Linked DNA regions of Mus musculus: all the other regions are linked to region 1. The links are chromatin contacts, called in public ChIA-PET, Hi-C, HiCAR-type and promoter capture Hi-C maps. All regions are on one chromosome and are shown on one strand. The core of a region is the stretch at or near the end of the contact, and the rest is flanking DNA. Distances in the headings are between cores, read along the strand shown.

The links. Promoter capture Hi-C pulls out the DNA fragments that hold promoters and counts their contacts. A called contact is a pair of places that touch in the nucleus more often than the background predicts. ChIA-PET counts read pairs in DNA pulled down with a chosen protein or histone mark. HiCAR-type assays count read pairs that join an accessible place to other places.
Region 2: a promoter capture Hi-C map of pre-B cells shows a contact between it and region 1, with 2.0 times the contacts expected there. The contact joins the promoter of Abcb4 here to the promoter of Sri in region 1. A contact is called at or near these places in 1 of 39 promoter capture datasets (pre-B cells) and 1 of 115 datasets of contacts at active chromatin or transcription factors (astrocytes).
Region 3: a contact with region 1 is called in an RNA polymerase II ChIA-PET map of memory CD8 T cells, with 6 read pairs. The contact joins the enhancer-like site here to the promoter of Sri in region 1. A contact is called at or near these places in 3 of 39 promoter capture datasets (embryonic stem cells, pre-B cells and stem cell-derived epiblast-like cells) and 3 of 115 datasets of contacts at active chromatin or transcription factors (bone marrow-derived dendritic cells, memory CD8 T cells and regulatory T cell precursor).
Region 4: a contact with region 1 is called in a Hi-C map of pre-B cells, with 5 times the contacts expected there. The contact joins the promoter of Rundc3b here to the promoter of Sri in region 1. A contact is called at or near these places in 2 of 39 promoter capture datasets (embryonic stem cells and pre-B cells), 1 of 484 Hi-C or Micro-C datasets (pre-B cells) and 2 of 115 datasets of contacts at active chromatin or transcription factors (astrocytes and pancreatic cancer cells).
Region 5: a contact with region 1 is called in a HiCAR-type map of astrocytes, with 2.3 times the contacts expected there. The contact joins the promoter of Abcb1b here to the promoter of Sri in region 1. A contact is called at or near these places in 8 of 39 promoter capture datasets (the 3T3-L1 cell line, 3T3-L1-derived adipocytes, embryonic stem cells and 4 more) and 2 of 115 datasets of contacts at active chromatin or transcription factors (astrocytes and embryonic stem cells).

Annotation. Positions count from the first base shown.
Region 1 is chr5:8,055,172-8,057,871 of GRCm38.p6, forward strand. Sri (sorcin) reads left to right here and starts at 1,371. Exons shown (of 8, transcript NM_001080974.2): 1 at 1,371-1,468; 2 at 2,367-2,450. The coding sequence starts at 1,418. It also overlaps the pseudogene Gm15730.
Region 2 is chr5:8,892,360-8,895,059 of GRCm38.p6, forward strand. Abcb4 (ATP-binding cassette, sub-family B (MDR/TAP), member 4) reads left to right here and starts at 1,362. Exons shown (of 28, transcript NM_008830.2): 1 at 1,362-1,548; 2 at 1,729-1,805. The coding sequence starts at 1,735.
Region 3 is chr5:9,014,220-9,016,919 of GRCm38.p6, forward strand. No RefSeq gene overlaps it. Among named protein-coding and RNA genes, the nearest start is that of Crot, 18 kb to the left of the region's middle. Within about 2 kb of position 1,397, at least 45 of the 459 cell types and tissues checked have an H3K27ac peak or open chromatin away from gene starts, as enhancers often do. A contact at or near this core is called in memory CD8 T cells, pre-B cells and regulatory T cell precursor, where this site is marked.
Region 4 is chr5:8,621,649-8,624,348 of GRCm38.p6, forward strand. It overlaps Rundc3b (RUN domain containing 3B), which reads right to left and starts at 1,304. Exons shown (of 11, transcript NM_001347311.1): 1 at 840-1,304. The coding sequence starts at 964. The region is part of intron 2 of Abcb1a (ATP-binding cassette, sub-family B (MDR/TAP), member 1A); the gene reads left to right.
Region 5 is chr5:8,796,577-8,799,399 of GRCm38.p6, forward strand. Abcb1b (ATP-binding cassette, sub-family B (MDR/TAP), member 1B) reads left to right here and starts at 1,571. Exons shown (of 28, transcript NM_011075.2): 1 at 1,571-1,713; 2 at 2,160-2,230. The coding sequence starts at 2,166. Gm5106 (predicted gene 5106) reads right to left here and starts at 1,947. Exons shown (of 3, transcript NR_152133.1): 1 at 1,368-1,947.

The DNA.
Region 1 (2,700 bases), core at 121-2,620:
CTGGTCCTGGCCGGATGCTACTCCGGTCGCAAAGCCGTCATCGTGAAGAACATTGACCATGGCTTCTTGGACCGCCCTTACAGCCATGCCCTGGTGGCTGGAATTGACCGCTATCCCCAAAAAGTGACAGCTGCCATGGGCAAGAAGAAAATCGCCAAGCGATCCAAGATCAAGTCCTTTGTGAAAGTTTATAACTACAACCACCTCATGCCCACAAGGTACTCTGTGGATATCCCCTTGAACAAGACTGTTGTCAACAAGGATGTGTTCAGGGACCCAGCTTTGAAACAAACGCAAGGTCAGGCGGGAGGCCAAGGTCAAGTTTGAGGAGCGATACAAGACAGGGATGAACAAATGGTTTTTCCAGAAGCTTCGCTTTTAGGTATATTTTTGTTTCGTCATTAAAAATAAAAATAAATTAATAATAACAACAACAACAATAATAATAATAACAATAAAGCAGGCAACCGTTGGTGACTCTCATCTGGGGCTGAGGCCATGAGAGGCTACCCTGAGAACCTGGATCTCAAAAGGAAAGAGTAAGAGCAAACAGTCAAAAGCAAACAAACAAAACATCGACCAACCAACACTGTTCAGTCCTTAACAGTCCGGAGCCAGCAAACAATTACCTCTTGTTGCAATTGCACCAAAAAACAAAAAAGAAGCCGTGAAACATCTGAACAACCCACGTGAGTTTCACATCCTTTCCAGGAAGCTTCACCACTGGGGTTGTTTCTATTCGAATCATCCAGAAAATTAAACAATTCACTTTCCTATGAATGACCTGGGTGAGGCTGTCCTGCCTAGAAACTGCCCTCTTCTACCCCACCCCACACACCCACGCCTAGCAATCGCACCTGAGCTACACTCAGCTTAAACGGTTGGCAAAGAAACAGGCCACCCTCAGTCAAAGCTAAAAGCCCACTTGCATGGTTCAGAAGTTTTCATCAGGTTTTCAAAGTTTTTTTTTTCCTATTTTGTAAAGTGTCTCCTTCGCCCACTGGAATTGTTCTCCCCTTCCCTACAGTTGTGCATAGCGTTCTTATCCCGTCCTCTCTACCCAACAACCCGGTGTAAATAGTAAATGTTCTACAAAATAGCACAGTAGGAAGAAGGGGGGAAAAAACCCTCCCCTAGCTGTGCGTGGATGTCGGAATGTGCCACTAGGTCGAGAGGGAGAATGGGTCCTGATATAAACTCGTCTGGGGTCCTGGGTCATCGCCCGAGTGTGGGTCGCAGACGGCGCTGACACAGCACAGAGGCAGCAGGGAACGGGCGGCACTCGGGATGCCGCGGGGCGATCGGGGTGGGTGGCGGCGAGCGGCGGCCCCCGCGGGGCGGCGTGGTGCGCTCCGGGGCGGCTCTGGGCCGGACGGGCGGAGCAGCAGACAGGCAGGGCGGAGGCGCAGTCTGCACCATGGCGTATCCCGGGCACCCTGGCGCGGGCGGAGGGTACTACCCAGGCGGGGTAAGTGCAGCGGACGAGGGCACAGCAGCCTCTGGTCTCCCGAGACTGGAAGGCGCCACGGACGAGCGGGAGGAGGCGTCGCGGGCGGTCCCAGATGCTCCCTGCGAGCTCGCCTGGACCCTGATGTCCAGCCTTGGCTCCATTTTTCTTCCCCATCTCTTCCAAGGGCCTTTCCAGGGCCCACCGGTGGGTGGGCTGCGACCCAGGAAGCCCATTCTGTAACTCGGATATGTGGCGTGAGATAGTGCAAGTTGGTGTTGACTTCCTGCTCTCTCGGAATGTCCCCAAAGCAACAACAGCCATCTTGATCTAGAATGGTTCTGTGGTCACTCCCTTGAAAAGAAAGTGACAGGGAGACCAGAAAGTCTGGAGAAATGAGCTGAAGTCCTAGAGGAAGACCACTTAGGCAGATGTGGGAGGTGTACTGTCAGAGACAGAGGGACCCTCATTTTAGATATAACCGGGCCGGCCATCCCTGTTCTTCCCAAGCCACACCTGTCAGCCCTGTACTAACTCCAGCCTTACTTAGTACTTCAAGTACTTCAAAAACACCGCAAAGGCTGTAAAAACCAACAGGAAAACAGTCCTAAGCCTAGCCACCAGGTTGCTTCCGGTGCACTGACCTCTGTAAGCTGGTTAATAGGGATTTTTAAAGTGGGTCTGCGTTTAGTGGCCATCACTCTCATGAAACTTGTTTTGGACCAAGTCTCCAGCTTTTAGATGTCAGGAGCAGGAGTGGACAAGCCTGGTGGGTCACTGAGCTGAGTCAAGGTGGTGGGGAAGATAGAGACTGTGAAGGTCGCACAGGCGTCAATTGTACAAAAGCCTTGGATGGTTAAGATAAATTCAATTCTCTCTGATGCCTTTACCTTTTTTTTTTTTCTTTTCTTTTTCACAGTATGGTGGGGCTCCCGGAGGGCCTGCGTTCCCTGGACAAACTCAGGATCCGCTATATGGTTACTTTGCTGCTGTGGCTGGACAGGTTAGCCTTTCCTTCAATACTGAAGAATTGTTATGTTCTGTTTGTGTTAGCATTTAGTGCAGTGGCACAAAAACAGTCTTTGCTCTGGAAATGAGTCCCTTTGCCTGAAAGAAGGTAAAAGGAAAGGAAGACTAAAACAGTCTTTATTTTAGATCTGGACAAATTTGGACAGAGTATTGCCTGTATCAATAATAGATCAGTTCAAAGCTTGTGATTGGACTGGGATTAGACTGACCCAAAGGGGGAATAT
Region 2 (2,700 bases), core at 112-2,611, 840 kb after region 1:
CCTTCAGGGTCTGTGTGACAACTCTTCTACTCTTCATACTTTAAGGTTGTCTGGAAAGCAGTTAGACAGCTATTGTGCAAATGCCACACAGAACAAGGCTCAGCCGCAAATTCAGCCACTGGACTAGGAGAAAAGCAAGCCACATATTATACAGGTGCTATGTTTTAAAAGCAACACTAAGTACTTTCACAGTAACCTAATAAGGAAGACAGACTCTTAAGAAACTGAAGCCCAGAGAAATAAGCAGTGCCCACAGCCACACACTGACCTGTGAAGCTCTTAAGTATGAAACTTGCTTGCTTGAAGCTCAGAAGGTGTCGCTTTATTATCTGATTTAGCGCCTTCGTTTTGGGAAGAGTGGAGAAATCGATGAGAACTCACAAGGAAGCCATATTCACATAGGCCCTAAGAGTAAGACGATTTGGCATGGAGGGATTAGAGTAGGAAATCAGAACAGCCACAGTCAATAGGCTTTGCATCGGTGCCAGTCTGAAAGATGCAGCGTTGGGAATGGAGATGTTACTTAGCTTCTCTGAACACCGATGTCTTCACTTTTGTGAAAACCAAACCAAAAGTACGTGCTTTTTTCTCTCATTTTATTTATTTTCTGCACGTGGTTTGATGTATAGGAGTGCACATGTTCCATGATGCATGTATGAAAATCAGAGAACAATTTGAGAGACCATTGTCTCCTTCCACTATGTCTGTAGCAGAGATCAAATTCAAATTGTGAAGCTTGGAAGCTAGCTGCCTTGTCTGGTCTCAGTGGGAGAGGATTCACCTATTCCTGCAGAGACTTGACAAGACAGGGTAAGGGGGATTGGGGAAGAGACTGTGTGAGGCGGGTACCGAGAGAGGGGGCAGAGATCAGGATGTAAAATGAATAATATTTTTTAAGTGTGTGCTTTTAATAGGGGAATCCTTTTCAGCCCCCAAGTTCTGTGTCTCTATGTGCCCTCCCCCGTGTGGGACACCAGCGATATTCCTCATCTCCAAGGAGTTTAAGCTGACGATTCTGGGCTGGACCTGCTTAATCTTCAGCATCTGGGGTGTTAGTTGCAATTTGGTGCCATATAGACTCGAGCCGAGGATGCATAAGTGGCGACCTCGCTACTTAACTTCCTATTGGGATCTCAGAGCGCCTGGTTGTTGAACTGGTGGAAATTACTTCCCCAGTGTGTTCTAAAAGAAAACTCAGCATGGGGGAGGTGTGGCAGTCACTTTTAGGGGCCCGTAGCCTGCCAGAGGAGGCATCGAGCAGGCTTATCGGCTGCAGCTGGTGCTGCGTTGCGGGCTGCTGGCAGCTCGCCCGGGTGGGCGGCCGCGGAGACGCGCGCCCCTGGCGGCGAGGGCGACACGCTGGTGGCGCTGGGGCCTGCAGAGCCTGCGGGGCTTGCGGGAGCTCTCCTGCGGGCCCGGGCCCTCGCCCCCGCCGCAGCGGGAGGCGTCGCCGGCGCCGGGTGCGTGTGGGAGGCGGGGACGAGCCGCGGCGAGCAAAGTCCAGGTCTGCGCGCCACCCGCTGCGGCCAACACGCGCGTGAAGTTCAGGTGAGGGAGGACGCGGCGGGAGAAAGGGACCGAGGGAAGGCAGTTGCGGTGGGACCTGCCGGGGAGCGGCTGCCACCAGTGCCCCCGGCTCTGCGCCGGCTCTGCGCGGAGCCTGGAGGTCCCCCTCTCCAGGCAGCTGAGCCGGGTGCACTTGGACCTGAGGCTGTGGTTTCTCCCCAGGCTGAGATGGATCTTGAGGCAGCGAGAAACGGAACAGCACGGCGCCTGGACGGCGACTTTGAACTAGGCAGCATCAGGTATACAGGACCGCAGAGTCACTGGCTTTTCCGTTATAGCGGAGTCCTGAAAAGAAGTTGTGAGAACCGGTTGATGCCTCCGGCCTTTGGGATGAAGTCTTTAAGTGTTCTTGAGGACTGTCTCCCAGGCTCCTTTTGGAACAGGTTCAGAGAGAAGAGGCTGTCTTCAAAAGCGCCCCCCTCCCCTGGACACGGGTGATTTGATGAATATTGGCGTTGTGTAACATTCACTGTATTTTTATAAAGTAAACGTTTCACTCTTTTTAGCCATCATCTGGCTACTCGAGTTGGTAGAACTTCAGACACCTGCTATTGATGGCTGTACTTCTGAACAAGGGTAGCGAAGCAAGGCCCCCCTCTTCCTGTGTTTCTCTTCTTTGCCTCGTCTTCCCCTTCTCCCATCTGTAGACTGTTTGCCCTATTTCTCCTCTCTAGGGGGTGACATGGAGAACAACCTCATTCTTCACTAACTTCTGCTTCGAAATCAGTTTTTTTCCCCCAGTTGCAAGAGGGTGAACCTCGACGCTTCCCCTGCCAGTGGGTCTGTCTTTCTCCCTGACTCTCGTTCTCCCCCAGCCACAGTGAAGCACACATACGGCTTTCTGTCAGGCAGAAGGGCCTAGGCAAGTGTGTGCGTGTTTCCTCTTTCGCTGTGGGGACAGTGAATCATTTTTACCCTCAGCTTCAAATAGTTTATGAGGCTATTACAGTCTCTGAGTTCATGCTAGGCCACCCGGAACAAACTGACATGTGTCATGAAGTTGTCTTCTAGAGGGAGAAAATTTATCAGCTTCTGTAGTTGGTTCTCAAGCTGCAAGGGGCCTGATTAGCCAACTGACAAATATGCCTATCTGAATCTTAAACTGAAGCATTGCTTCTGTTAATTGCTTTGGAC
Region 3 (2,700 bases), core at 147-2,646, 960 kb after region 1:
CAAGGTACATGATTCAGACTAAGCAAGTTTTATGTATGCACTCAGGGATTGTCTTAGTCAGGGTTTCTATTCCTGGACAAAACATCATGACCAAGAAGCAAGTTGGGGAGGAAAGGGTTTATTCAGCTTACACTTCCATACTGTTGTTCATCACCAAGGAAGTCAGGACTGGAACTCAAGCAGGTCAGAAAGCAGGAGCTGATGCAGAAGCCATGGAGGGATGTTCTTTACTGGATTGCTTCTCCTGGCTTGTTCAGCCTGCTCTCTTATAGAACCAAGACTGCCAGTCCAGAGATGGCACCACCCACAAGGGGCCCTTCCCCCTTGATCACTAATTGAGAAAATGCCTTACAGTTGTATCTCATGGAGGCATTTCCCCAACTGAAGGTCCTTTCTCTGTGATAACTCCAGCTGTGTCAAGTTGACACAAAACTAGCCAGTACAGGAATATATGTTCAACAACTAATTCTAAAAGAGGCTATAAATTTGAAAGAGATCAGGGAGAGGTATGTGGGAAAGTTTGGAGGGAAGGAAGAAAAGGGGGAATAATATAATAATTATCTCAGAGAAATATTTATATGTAAAGCTGAAAATGCAACCTTCCTCATTTCAAAAGTAAGACGTGCAAAACTCAAGAAGAGTTTACATTTTCTGCTCTACTGATAGGATGTAGAGTACAGATTTACTGCCTGTCATCTCTGTCTGTTGTGCTTACTGCTTCTCGTGCATTTGGCAACAGGAAGCTACTGTGGATTTATAGGCCAACAAGTGGTTTGGAAGCTTCAGCAGTGAGCAGGGTTGTGGTGGCTCATACCTGTGATACCAGCACACAAGAGGCTGAGACAGGAAGCTTTGAATTTGAGGCGATCCTAGGCTATAAAGTGAGACCTTATCTTAGGAAAGAAGAGAAGAGAAGAGAAGAGAAGAGAAGAGAAGAGAAGAGGAGAGGAGAGGAGAGGAGAGGAGAGGAGAGGAGAGGAGAGGAGAGGAGAGGAGAGGAGAGGAGAGGAGAGGAGAGAAGAGGAGAGAAGAGGAGAGAAGAGGAGAGAAGAGGAAACGAGAAAGAAAAGGAAAGCAATGTGTTGTTTCCCCCCCCCTCAATGGTTATGACAAACACCCAATAAAAATAAAAGGAAAAAAATAATTACTTTAGGTCATGGTTTCAGTACATAGTCATCTGTCTTTGTTCCTGGGACACATAGTAGCCGGTTGTCAAAGCAGAAAAACATGGCAGCAGGAAGCAAAGAGGTTAACACAAAAGGGTAGGAGGAAATGTATCTGCAGATTCACACCTCCAGTGACCTAGTTCTTTCAGTAGATCCTACAACCTAGAGTTTCCTTCCCCCAGCTCCCAGAATAGCCTCTAGCTGAGGAAGGAAGTGCTCAACACAGGAACCTACAGGCGGCAGCTCACACTCAAGCTATTGACAGCTTCAGAGAGACAGAACCACAGAAGAGTCTCAGCGTGTCCAATCAAGAAGACACTCATTCATCTCTAAGAGAGGGCCATCCACTAGCTAGAAAATATTCTCCACTGTCTGCAACAGTATTATTCTGGCTTTCTGCATCACAAAACACAAGAAAACAACACACAAGCTCTGCTTTTATGGTTGAGGTGTCCGGAATGTTTCTACCTAAATTCCATTAGTGTTCTTTGAACCTTGCCATCTGACTTGGAAGGCAGCTGGTCTCTACTTCTTGATTACTTCATGTTCAGAAACCATACTCTAGATATTTAAAATGTGGACTTACGCAATGATAAATAAAAATTGTTCTTCAGAGCAATCACTCTGTGACAGATTAGAGGGAATCAGATATCCCTAAAGTGGACAGGAATTAGGTAGTTACATAGGGGTTAAAAATGTTTTTGTTTGTTTGGTTTTGGGTTTTGTTTTGTTTTTTGTTTTTTGTTTTTTTTTTTTTTTGAGACAGGGTTTCTGTGTATAGCCCTGGAACTCACTCTGTAGAACAGGCTGGCCTTAAACTCAGAAATCTGCCTCTGCCTCCCAAGTGCTGGGATTAAAGGCATGTGCCAGAATATTAATTCATGATAGGATCCTATAATCACTCTTTGACATTTTTTATCTCTTGCTCCCTCGGTCTCTTTCTTTAAAAGAAAAATTTATCAATAATATGTGTCTAGAATTTATCCATTTCTTTTAGATTTTCCAGTGTTTTTAAAAGTGCAAACATTTGCCGGGCATGGTGGCACACGCCTTTAATCCCAGCACTCGGGAGGCAGAGGCAGGCGGATTTCTGAGTTCGAGGCCAGCCTGGTCTACAGCCAGGGCTACACAAGAAACCCTGTCTTGAAACCCAAAAAAAAAAAAAAAAAAAAAAAAGTGCAAACATTTAGAGTGTTCCCTAACCTAGATCCTCTGCATTTTCTTGGTAACTGTTGTTCCCTGTCGCTTTTAATTCTAAATTTATTAATGTGGGTCTTCTCTTTACTTTAATTATGTTTTCAGAGAACCAACTATTTCAATGTTTGGTTGAATCTGTGTGTTGTTCCTTTAGTTTCCTCTTTATTAGTGTCTGCTGATCTCTATTATTACTTACTGTCTATTACTTCCAGACTCAGTTTGTTTTTATTTTTCTAAGACTGGAGTTGTACAGCTCAGGCACTTATAAGTCTCTCTGACTTCTATATCTACAGGTTCAGATCCATATGCATTCCTCTTAGAACCATCTCAGTTGTAT
Region 4 (2,700 bases), core at 54-2,553, 570 kb after region 1:
TCATTAGAATCCAACTTTTTAAAAGTTGCTTAAATACTGAATGTCATTCCTACTACAGATATCTGCAATCTGCTTAAGATGCTAGCCACGATTTTACATAAGGAAAAAAAAAAATAGACATAAGCCAGAGAGGCAGGAAAGGTTTCATCATTTACCTGATAACAAGAGAATTATCAGTAGTTGATGATTAACCAGTATGATGGAACAAAATCATTTTTAACAGAGCGTATTGGCTCTGAGTAGTTACTAAGAGATGGATGCCTAGAATATTATAAGACTTAAAGAAAATTTATCAGCTTGTTCAAAATCAGTTTTTTTCTGAATTCTTGATTTATAGATAGTGATGATCTATTTCTATAATTCCTGGAGGAAGGGCTACATTTACAACCAGGAAGCACTTAAATAAATGCCCAAAAGGACTGACCAGGAGTCTTCCACAATTGCACAAGCACTGTAGTTGACAAGACTTAGATACCCAATACAGATAAGGGCCGAGGGAGAGGAGTGAAAATGCGTACGCCAACAAGCGACAGCAAGAGAACGCACAGGGATTTGGGGACATCTCAGTAACTACTACAGCAGCTGGATGCTGCTCTTCCTCCGCCCTCTTCTCCTCAGACGCAAGCTGGCCGGTTCCAAACGGTTCCTCCCCGGCTCCGCCCCGGCCCTCCCCGGGCAGCCTCCAAGCGAGGACCCTGAGACGCGAGGGCTAGCCCACGGCCTCGCGGGGAGAGGCTCCCGCCCCTCTGCAGGGCCCCGCTGGCCCGCGGACACGCGCGGCACGGGCCGCAGCGCCGAGCCCCAGCACCTCCCTCAGCCCGGCGCCCGCAGCCCCGCACCTGCACACGGTGATCAGGTTCCTCCTCTCCACCGCAGCGTTGCGGGCGCTCAGGCTCTTCTTGCCGCCGCCGCCGCCGCCGCCGCCGCGGCTCCCGCTCAGGCCCCCCAGGCTCCGGGAGGCCATGGCGGGCTCACCTCCGCGCCCCCTTTGTCTCCAGCGGTCCCGCAAGCCTCGCACACCTGTGTCCCCCGGCCTTCTCTCAACGATGGCAGCCCGCCGGGCGGGAGAGAGGCGAGGAAGGAGGCGCGGAGTAGGCAGGGTGTGGAAGGCAGTCAGTCGGGCACCGGTACCCAGGCTCCACGCGCGCGTGCACACACACTCACACACGCTCTCTCACACATACACACGCGCTCACTCACACGCACGCACGAGCCACCTCCACCCTCGCTCGCGCGCGCGCGCGCCGCCGCCGCCGTCCACGAGAGAAGCGCGCGCGGGCGGGCGGGCGGGAGGGCGGGCTCCGAGTCTCCAGGGACGCCGCACCAGCGCCCGGGCGAGCCTGTCACCCCGCAGGCCTAACCGCACGTCATTCTTCCAGCAGGGCGGAGCCGCTGAGGTGAAGCCCCCCTCCCCACGCCTGTCTCACTCAGCCCCCGCCCCCTGCACCTATGGGAACAAGGCCGCTACGGAGAGAGCCAATGACGAGAGGTGGGGGCGGGACCCGCCCCAGGAGCTTTTAAAGAGGCTCGCTTAAGCCCCGCCCTGGCGCGTGGGCCTCTGTCAGAACGCGGGTCGGCTCGTGCAGCACCTTGGTGAGCCCGGCGAGGCAGCCTTGGCTTGGAAAGCCGGCTTTGCTGTGCCTACTCCACGGTGACTGTGGTCCATAGTCACCCTGACAAGGCTAAGTTCATGGCAGATTCCTGGTCCTGAGGCTTCAGTAGCCTCAGCAGGAGAATGCCATAGTTGGGTGGGGTGGGAAGTGGGGGTTACCTAGAATAGAAGAAGAGTTCCATTTGTCCCAAACGCCCCCTTTGAACCTGACAAACAACGACACAGTGGCATCAGGGAGTGCGCCCATGGCATTTCTCTTCCCGTGAATCTGGTCAGAATTCACCTCATCTTACTCAGTGTCCAGCACAGCCTTGAAACCACATTGACCATAGAAAAACGAGTGTAGTGGGGATGTCCAGTCTTGGGTTCTGTGCAGTGAGATCTGAACTGAATTGCAGCTCGTGAGCCATGGAGGAGGTTTGTCAAGGGCAGAGGGAAATCCTGCCTTGGAGTCCCAATAAGCCCCTTGGGAGGACCACTTTGTAGTCTCTACTTCTCTGGCTTTACCTCTGGCTTTACCTATGGGAGGCTACGGGCTTGAGACCCTGACCTCTGACATTCACCTCAGACTGCCTGTAAGTATGTCCAGACTTCAGGTTTTGTTTGTTTGTTTGTTTGTTTTTAAATTTTGAAAATCTAAAATCAGGACAAAGTCTCACCTCTACCTCTTAAATATAATTATGTTAAAATAAAAATTAATTATTAAGAAAATTTCTACAAGGGAGCTAAAACCATCCAGTGGAAAAAAAGACAGCATTTTCAACAAATGGTGCTGGCACAACTGGAGGTTATCATGTAGAAGAATGCAAATTGATCCATTCCTATCTCCTTGTACTAAGGTCAAGTCTAAGTGGATCAAGGAACTCCACATAAAACCAGAGACACTGAAACTTATAGAGGAGAAAGTGAGGGAAAGCCTCAAAGATATGCACAGGGGGAAAATTCCTGAATAGAAGAGCAATGGCTTGTGCTGTAAGATCAAGAATTGACAAATGGGACCTCATAAAATTGCAAAGCTTCTGTAAGGCAAAAGACACTGCCAATAAGACAAAAAGGCCACCAAAAGATTGGGAAAGGATCTTTACCTA
Region 5 (2,823 bases), core at 321-2,820, 740 kb after region 1:
TTTAAGTAGGTTTACAATTTTTTTGTTGGGCTGCATTCAAAGCTGTCCTTAGTCATAAGGGGCATGGGTCAGGCATCTTGGAAAGGCAGCAAGTGAAGAGGCATATGTGTCACTCAGGGGATACAGAATACATGGTTCGGGCTTTCAGGACGGCTGTGCATTCTCTCCCTGTTGGTACATCACCGGAACACTGGAAGCTGGGATGGCAGGTGGCTGTACTGTTGACATTGCTGAATTAGGTGAGGGAGCTGCACTCTCTGTCATTCCTAAATCTAAACACTATCTCATAAACCTACCTTATAGCTTTGTTTTCGAGCCTTGCTCCTGTCATTACTGTTGGTAACACAAGTGACAACTCCTTAAAGTGCTATATTTAACAGTTCTGCTGAAGGAGCTCGCTCCCCACAGATTTTAAGGGTGAACTGCAAGTCCCACGCATGTTGAGATGAGAAGGGGTGCCGGGGTTAAAAGGAAGCTGAAGAGCGGAAGAACCTGCAGGCCTGGGAGCTAGTAACAGGGCTCGTAGTCAGACATGAGGTAACCACACTAACAGCCAGGGAAAAGATGGTCTGGGCCCTAGGATGACAAACTGCTCTGTCCTCACCCTGAAGCCCCCGAGGAGCAGGTAAGGCACAGATCTCCTTTCGTGGTGTGTCCTTACCTTAATAAAGCCAATTTTAAAGACCAAGTAAAATCTCCATCTTGTTCAAGAAGGAGACCCCAGCTCACCCCATAGACAATGAGTTAAATAAAAACAAAGGTGGCTACTTCTTGCTATCTGTGGAAACAGACATCTTGGTAGAAGAAACAGGAGTCTCCACCCAGGTGGTCAGTGCTTCAATGTCATTGAGACAAGGAACTCTGTCTATCTCAGGTTGACATTTCTCAGCCACTGAGTTGCCAGCAAGTTAGGTCACAGTCAGTTACAAGTAGACAGAAAAAGACCTGCTACACGCAAATATCTGCATCAGTCAGAATTCCAGAACATCTAAGAACTTGATATGCCCTGGGAAAAAACACAGATATTGATTCCAGAGTTAGAAGTTGAAAATACTATGTACTTTGAAATATCATTTCTACCTTGAAATTGTATAGGACTATCATCCAAGCCAAGACCATATATATATATATATATATATATATATATATATATATATATATATATATTTCACAGAAAAATTTCTACCAGCCTAGAAAGCAATGCTGTCAGAAAAAAAAAAAAAACTTTACAGAATAAGCAAGGTCCCTGGTTGCTTTATTAATTATATTAGATTAGCTATGTCAGGGAAAGTGTCTTTTTAAGTATGACTCATCAGAGAACCAACTGTGTACTATCCAGGTATATACACTTCTGTATGGACACTTACCTGAACACGTAAAGACAAGTCTATGTAAATGTCTGAGGGAACCAGCGCCCTTCTCAAAAAAATCAGGGTAAGCCTGGAAGTATCTCCTGTTTCGCAACCGCTCCAGCTGCCCATGCCCAATCCCACCCACCAGGCTGATTGGCTGCCGGGCCTTAGGGCGGCCGCTGGCATCTATTTTAATCCGGGGCCCGAGGAAGCCCTCTGGCTCCTTCCCGCAGTGGCTCTTGAAGCCGTAAGAGGCTGAGGCCGCTGCTTCCATCTTCTGAGGTTCCGCTCAACTCAGAGCTACTTCCAAATTCTACATCTTGGCTGACTTTGCGAAGGAAACCCGGAGGTGGCACGTGAGGTAGGCAGTTCTCGGAAGAGTGCGGTGCTCCGGATGCCTGAGTCCGGTCCGGGTGGTAGCGTCCTCTTGAGTCTGTGGGGACCAAGTGGCGACAGCCACAAGTCGCTCCAAGAGCACCCGCAGCAGCAGCCTTCAGGACGGTGTTTTCCGCGCCAGCCCTGTGCTGTGGATCTCGCTGCCCAGCTCGCAGCCGCGGGCTGGTGGAGGAGCGCGCCAGGGCGGAAGGGACCCAGCAGGGCGGGGTGGCGGGACCCAGAGCCGAGCACCCGGTCCACGCGGGTGACACAGCTTCCCGGGATTCCCCGGGGTGAGTTACCCCCAGGCCCGGCCCCAGGAGCATCAGGGCGGGGCTCCTCCTCCTCTCTTGGCTCCGTGGGGCAGTGAGCTCTGCCTAGGTTCTGGTCCCCGCGGCCACGTGTTTGGCTAATGAACTGGTTTCTCCTCAGGTGGTGATGGAGTTTGAAGAGAACCTTAAGGGAAGAGCAGACAAGAACTTCTCGAAGATGGGCAAAAAGAGGTAGCCAAATTATTTCACGTTCGTGCTTGTACATTCTGGCCAATTTGTAGCCTCCGGCACTGTTTTAAATGATTAGTGGGCGTGGGCGTTATTTCAGCCCTTGGAAGGAACTCCTCTGCTTGGAGCAGTCCTTCAGATGTGTGTGACAGATGGATGCTTCTGTGAATTCAGCCTCTACTCACATCTTTTTAGTTTTATGACCTCGGCTTTTTTGAGCGCTGTTGATCGCTCATGCCTTGAGCCTTATGCTGCTTGGGTGCTCACTGTGGCCCATTATCTTCTGATAAACACGTATACAAACACAGAATGTGGCATAACAGGTGAAACAGAACAATACAGTTATATGGTTTAAGGTTGCTTACCTATACTTAAATTAGAAAAATTGAAACTGTAATTGCTAAGAGAAAATAGTTACTCTCAATATATTTTTATCATAGTGGACTGCGTGTCGCCAGTAATTAAAAACTTACCTCAGTGGGTTCATTATATATAGAAAATTGTAAACTAAGATAATAGGAATTAGTAGCTATATTAATAGTATTCGGAAACAAGATTTCAGTATAAAGAGGGAAAGTACAAAGTGAAAGTAAACT